2 separate regions of the Mus musculus genome follow, and region 1 is linked to region 2. A link is a contact called in public Hi-C data. All regions are on one chromosome and are shown on one strand. Each heading gives the region's core, a stretch centred on a gene start, on an enhancer-like site or on the middle of the called end of the contact. The rest is flanking DNA. Distances are from core to core; before and after follow the strand shown.

Evidence for each region. Hi-C and Micro-C count contacts between places; a contact is called where the count stands out from the background.
Region 1: a Hi-C map of pre-pro-B cells shows a contact between it and region 2, with 1.7 times the contacts expected there. The contact joins two enhancer-like sites. A contact is called at or near these places in 4 of 484 Hi-C or Micro-C datasets (bone marrow-derived DN3 thymocytes, cortical neurons, myocytes and 1 more).

Annotation. Positions count from the first base shown.
Region 1 is chr5:38,945,052-38,947,961 of GRCm38.p6, reverse strand. No RefSeq gene overlaps it. Among named protein-coding and RNA genes, the nearest start is that of Clnk, 70 kb to the right of the region's middle. Within about 2 kb of position 1,496, at least 10 of the 459 cell types and tissues checked have an H3K27ac peak or open chromatin away from gene starts, as enhancers often do. A contact at or near this core is called in pre-pro-B cells, where this site is marked.
Region 2 is chr5:38,822,891-38,825,639 of GRCm38.p6, reverse strand. All of the region lies in intron 2 of Clnk (cytokine-dependent hematopoietic cell linker), which reads left to right. Among named protein-coding and RNA genes, the nearest start is that of Clnk, 52 kb to the left of the region's middle. Within about 2 kb of position 1,304, at least 19 of the 459 cell types and tissues checked have an H3K27ac peak or open chromatin away from gene starts, as enhancers often do. A contact at or near this core is called in pre-pro-B cells, where this site is marked.

The DNA of each region.
Region 1 (2,910 bases), core at 247-2,746, 120 kb before region 2:
CATGTCTCACATACATGGATTTTAAGTATGCGCTCTCATGGTGTGGCTGGTTCCTGCTCTTGCTGCCATCCTTGGAAGAAAAACACAATTTAAGTCTCTTTGATAAATACACTTTGTGCTCTTGATTCCACTCACAGCTCTCCACTTGTGTTGCTGCCCCAGTGCCCTATAGTCCTGGGGACTGCGGAGCTAGCATAAGGTTTGGAACAAAAACCCTGGATTCTCCCTTTTAGTCATTCTCAGAACTGTCGCCCAGTCGTCGGGGCCCTTTGCTTATCACTGTTAAACTCATGATCAGCTTGTGCCTCTCTTCCAAAGAAATCATGTGGCTTTGTAACTGGGCTGTGTTGAATCCATAGATCAATTTCAAAAGTGTTTTTGTCCTGACAATGTTGAGTTTCCTTTTGCATGGACAGAGGAGTGCTTTCCCCTCATTCGGATTTCTCTCTGTCTTCTTATAATAATAATAATAATAATAATAATAATAATAATAATAAAATAGTATAATAATTGGTTACTAACCGGTTTCTGTGTAGTATTTTTGAACACATTTCATTTGGTTGATCCTCCTCCCCAAACCCCTTTAGACCTCCCTGCCCTGCCCTACTTCTCCCATCATGCTGTTTATCCCTCGTACTCCTTTGCCTTGTTCTAGTCTCTTGCCCTCCTTCATTCCTGATTTCTCTCAGCAGTGTTCCAGTTACCAGCCTGGCACTCTTACTAAATGTATTCTTAATATTTTTATTATTGTTACTGCTGTGGTGAATGGAGCTATCTTCTTAGTTTTCTTGGTGTTTCATTGCTAGTATATCGAAATAGAACCCATTTTTATATAATGGTCTTGTGTCAGTTTAAGCTTTCAGTAAGAACACAGCCATGTGTGTAGGACTATTAGCTGAATCCTAGAGCTCACTTGTAAAACAAGTGCATTTTCAGAATGCCTCGCTTTATCTTTTGTCTCCTAAAATTGTTAGTAAGGTTGGCATTTTAAGCTTATTTTAATCAGAAAAATCATCTTAATTTGATATTCTTATTTGAAGCCCATTGCAAAAGAGATGGGGATCTGAGTGACAGGCGGGGACAGACAGGTGAGAATAAATGCTCTGGCTGAGGACCTGGAAGCCAGAATATTCGCTCCTCTGAAAGGCCGTGCAGCGTTATGCTATCTTTTTTCCTTTCATCAGAGTCTGTGGAGGAATGGAGTGCTTTTATTAATTAGCAAGCTGGAACCACAAGTAAACAAACACTAAGTCTTTGGAACGGTTTTTCAGATTGTGCATGAAGAAATCAACAACTGTGGTTCAATCTCTGCTTCTTGTTTTACAGTTTGGATATTTTTCTCCCCAAACCACTTCTGCTCTTGTTCCCAGGGGACCTAATTCCATTTTCAATTTTAACACCATTCTCATTTTCAGAATCACTGGTACAGCACGCAGAAACAGAAATAGGGGCCACTGACTAATCCTGAAGCTATAATTGTCCAGGACACTCCCCTCCACAGATGACAGAGACACACATGCACTGCCTGCCTTTCAGCCCTCCTTGCTTTGGCCCAGCCGCTGGTTTGCATATCTGTCTCCCCACAGGCCATACTAAAAGGAACTTCTGATGCATCCCTTGAGCTCAGAGTGAGGTGGTTAGCTCAAACTAGATATTGAGAAAATGTTTCCCAAAGGAGTCTTCGAGAAACTTCCCTTTGAGTCTCTGCTCTGCCCTCTTGGTCCTCAGACAGCTTTACAAATAGAACTGCCTCGGTGTGCTTTTCCAAAGCATCTCTTGTGACATTTCTTGTGGGAAATAATTCTACCAGAAATCAACAGAGTATTTGAGCACCTGCTGAGTGGGAAGCTCTGGCAGATGTTGTGGGCCATGCAGAGAACAAAGCTTTGGATCTGCCCAGGGATGTAATTTCGGTGACAAACAGAAGAAGCACAGCCATTGACCAAGCCTTGCATATGCCAGGAATGGTGCTTGGATGAGAGTAACCCATTTCCATGAAATAAGTCCACTTGTCAGCACCTGTGTTGTCTTCTTCCACAAAAGTGAGCTAAGCAACTGGTTCAAGGGCATGTAACCAAGGTGATACTTATATCTGAGTTGTCTAATACCAGCATCTGTACGTGTGACCCAGCACAGTTTGCTGAATGCAGCCTTGGATTCCATCATGTTAAATCCAACAAATCTTGGATGAAAAGCAGTTAAAAGAAAATACAAATGTTTTTCCAATTATTGCTTAAACAATAAAGTACAATGGTTATTTCATAGCCTCCATATTAAATTATTAGATATGACTTAAAGTACATGTAAAGGTGTGTGGAAGTTGTACTAATTATTATGCTGTTTGACATAAGGGATGGAGTATCACACAGCTTGGTTTGGGGGGGGAACCTTGAAACCCTTTATGGATAGTGGAATATATGCCTAGCCTAGCCTGCACCCAAAAGGCTACAGAGTAATCCATAGATAGAAGTTGTCACTCTTCCAGCATCATAGGAGAACTTTAGGCTGGAATAGTCATTTATGGAAGCAAAGCAATAGTAGAGTTGAGTTAACTGCCAAGAGCTGAGCCTGAGCTAAAACCAACAATAAGCAGTTCTAAGCCTGAATGACACTTTAGAGACAGGGACTTCAGGCATCCTGATGGGGTGGTAGTGAGCAATAGCTGATGTGCTTTTCTGAACAGCCAAGATCAAATATGACAAGCAGCCTGCTCTTGTGAGCCTTTCATACTGAGTCAGATTTGCAATAAGATCTGTCTGATAAGAATTTTAAAACAACCTAATGAGATAGAAAGGGGTAAAATGGATGTTGCTATTTATTTAAGGCCTCCAGGAAATGGACTGGGAAAGTGGCATTTCACCAGATAACCCAAGAAAGGAACCATGGCAGTACTGAGAAATCTAGGCAGGA
Region 2 (2,749 bases), core at 55-2,554:
CTGTTGCAATCGCCAGGAGAAGCTTCTCTGATGAGGGCTGAGAAAGGCATTATCCTTTCCACACAGCAGTTCAAGACCTTGCAGGCAACATTGTCAGGCTGGAGCTAGAGTTCAACTCTCCGAGTGCTTACCTAACATGCAAGGAATCCTAGACTTGATCCCCGGCAACACTTAAACGTCTGGTACCTCTCTCTAATCCCAGCATCTAAGAGATGGAAGCTGTAGGATCAGAATTTAAGGTCGTTCTCACTACATAGTGGGTGTCAAGCCAGCCTAAGCTACATGACACCCTCTCTCAAATGAAAAAGTATCCATTTAAAAGGAATTTTTCAGCAATGGAAGAAGAGCAGCTGGTACAGGTTACATGGTGTCCCCTAAACTCACAATGATGAAGCCTAGACTTCCAGCACCAAAAATCTGTCTGTGTTTGGAAACAGGTAGAGACAGGGCCTTCCCAGAAAGTGGTAATTTAAAATTAGGACTTGGGATAGTCCCTAACAAAAGTGTCCGTATTAAGAGAAGAAACTTGGAATACTGTGGAAGGCCATGTGAAGACACAGAGGTTTGTCAGCGAGCTCTAAACTCACCTTGAACCTGACCTCCAAAATTAAAAGATGGTCAGTTTCTGCTGTTAAAAGTTTCCCATATGGCAGCCCACACAAATGAATGCAGCATTTCTTTGACAAATCTGCCCAGGTAATTTTAACAAGAGACATACCGAAGAACCTTCACTCCACTTTACAAAGGAACAGCAGCTAGCACAGTCCCAAGGTCAGCAGTAACTGCAGGAACAATAAACGCAGACATCCCACTGTTTACGACTAACGTGGTCTTTTCAGTACATTCTCAGGTTATCCTCTTCACGAGGAACAATCATTGTTCTGCTTCAAAGAGGGGCAACTGAAAACTCAGGAAGCAAAGTGGCCTGTTTGAATAGACAAAAACAGTCATTAATAATGCCAGACCACAAATACCAGAGACTTCTTCATAGTGCCTTGAACCCCAAGGCACCACTTCCTCTCATCTGTGTTCACCAGCATTACCTCTGACTGTGTCAACCACGAGGCCCAATTTTCCAAACAGAGATCAAGTAGGCACTGTTTCCCCCACCTGATTTCTTGATGATGCCCCCTTCTCATTCCCTCAAATATCTAGATTTATACAAATCGTGACCTGGTCTCCCTCTCTCTCTATACCACAATCAATAGTAAAAATTCTCTGCAGGTGGTTACACATCCATGCCAGGGCACAGCAGCTGTGAATATGGTAAGGAAATACCTCGCTGTGGTCAGCGTTCTCACAGGCAGCCTGGTGGATGCAAGCACAGCCTCTGTGACATGCGGCCTTATAGGGAACGAGGCACAGTCAGGGCTCAATTCAAGAGACCAGTGTCTTAGCTTGGCCCTGCCACTGGCTTAGAGAGAGAGCTTAAGGTAAATGAGGAAAGTAAGCTAGATAATCCCTAGACCGCGCCAGCCTTCGTTCTCTTGCTAATTCAATAAGCACTCAATAAATACATTTAAAGGATTGCATAAGAGAGCAGCCAGTAGACAAGGGATGATTGGCGTGTCCCAAGAGCTTAACATCTTTTGGAGAGATGGGAAATATGTGTGCCCCCTGATACATCCAAACTATGTACTTAATTTGTTAAGGGTTTTAGGCTTACAGGTGCAGAGGTTCAGTCCATTATCATCAAGGTGGGAGCATGGCAGCATCTAGGCAGGCCTGATGCAGGAGGAGCTAAGAGTTCTACATCTTCATCTGAAGGCTGCTAGGGGAAGACTGACTTCCAGGCAGCTAAGGTGAGGGTCTTAAGCCCATGCCCACAGTGACACACCTACTCCAACAAAGCCACGCCTTCTAATAGTGCCACTCCCTGGGCCAAGCATATACAAATATTATCACATTATCAATGTAAACATCAGCTACTTACCATCTACAGGTTTATTATTCTGTTTGCACAAAGCATGAGTCCAACAGTTCTCTGGGGATAGATCCTATCCACATGGTCATACAGGGATTCTGTGTTGTGTCTTGAGCCCCACTAACTGAAATGGGTATCCTGTGGATAGTTTCACATCCACTGAGTAAAACTATTTTCATGGCCCTGCACAACTTCAGAGAAGTTAGAAAATGTGGGCCAGCCCATGAATCTTCGACCAACAACAAACTCCTCTTCTAAGAGTGTGAGCTGTGATAGACTGTTATTAGAAAAGACACTTGCCTGCAGATGAGAAAGACAGACTTCAAGGGCTGCTTCAAAAATATTCATGTGTTATCTTCATTGCTTCCAGAGAAGGCCCTGAGGTCAGTCTTTGGTGGGCCCTGGGAGATCTTAGTCTACATGGCAACACCTGCCTGCACTGAGCCATTTGGTCTCAACTGCTCTCCTCAGAGTCAAAAGCCATCTAAGCAAGAAGAGGCTGCATGAATAAACACTAGGGAGTTATATTAGCTTGATGATGTGCCATTTTGAGAAACAGTTGAGTTACTAATGTCCTCCTGCACTAAAGCCTTGATGTGGAGGACAAAGAGGCTGAGTGTACCCTCTACTGTCTTTTTCCAATGATGGACATCCTTGTCCCAAAATCCAATTTTGTCCCAGTATCTCCATGCAAGGCTGTAGCCTTCTACCTGCACACCTAGGACCCAGACGTACTCCAAATGCATGGTGGAGGAGCTACCTCCATGGTTAGTACAGCACTGTCCCTTTTATCATGGCTATCTTTCCCTCCCTCCTGCCCAGTGC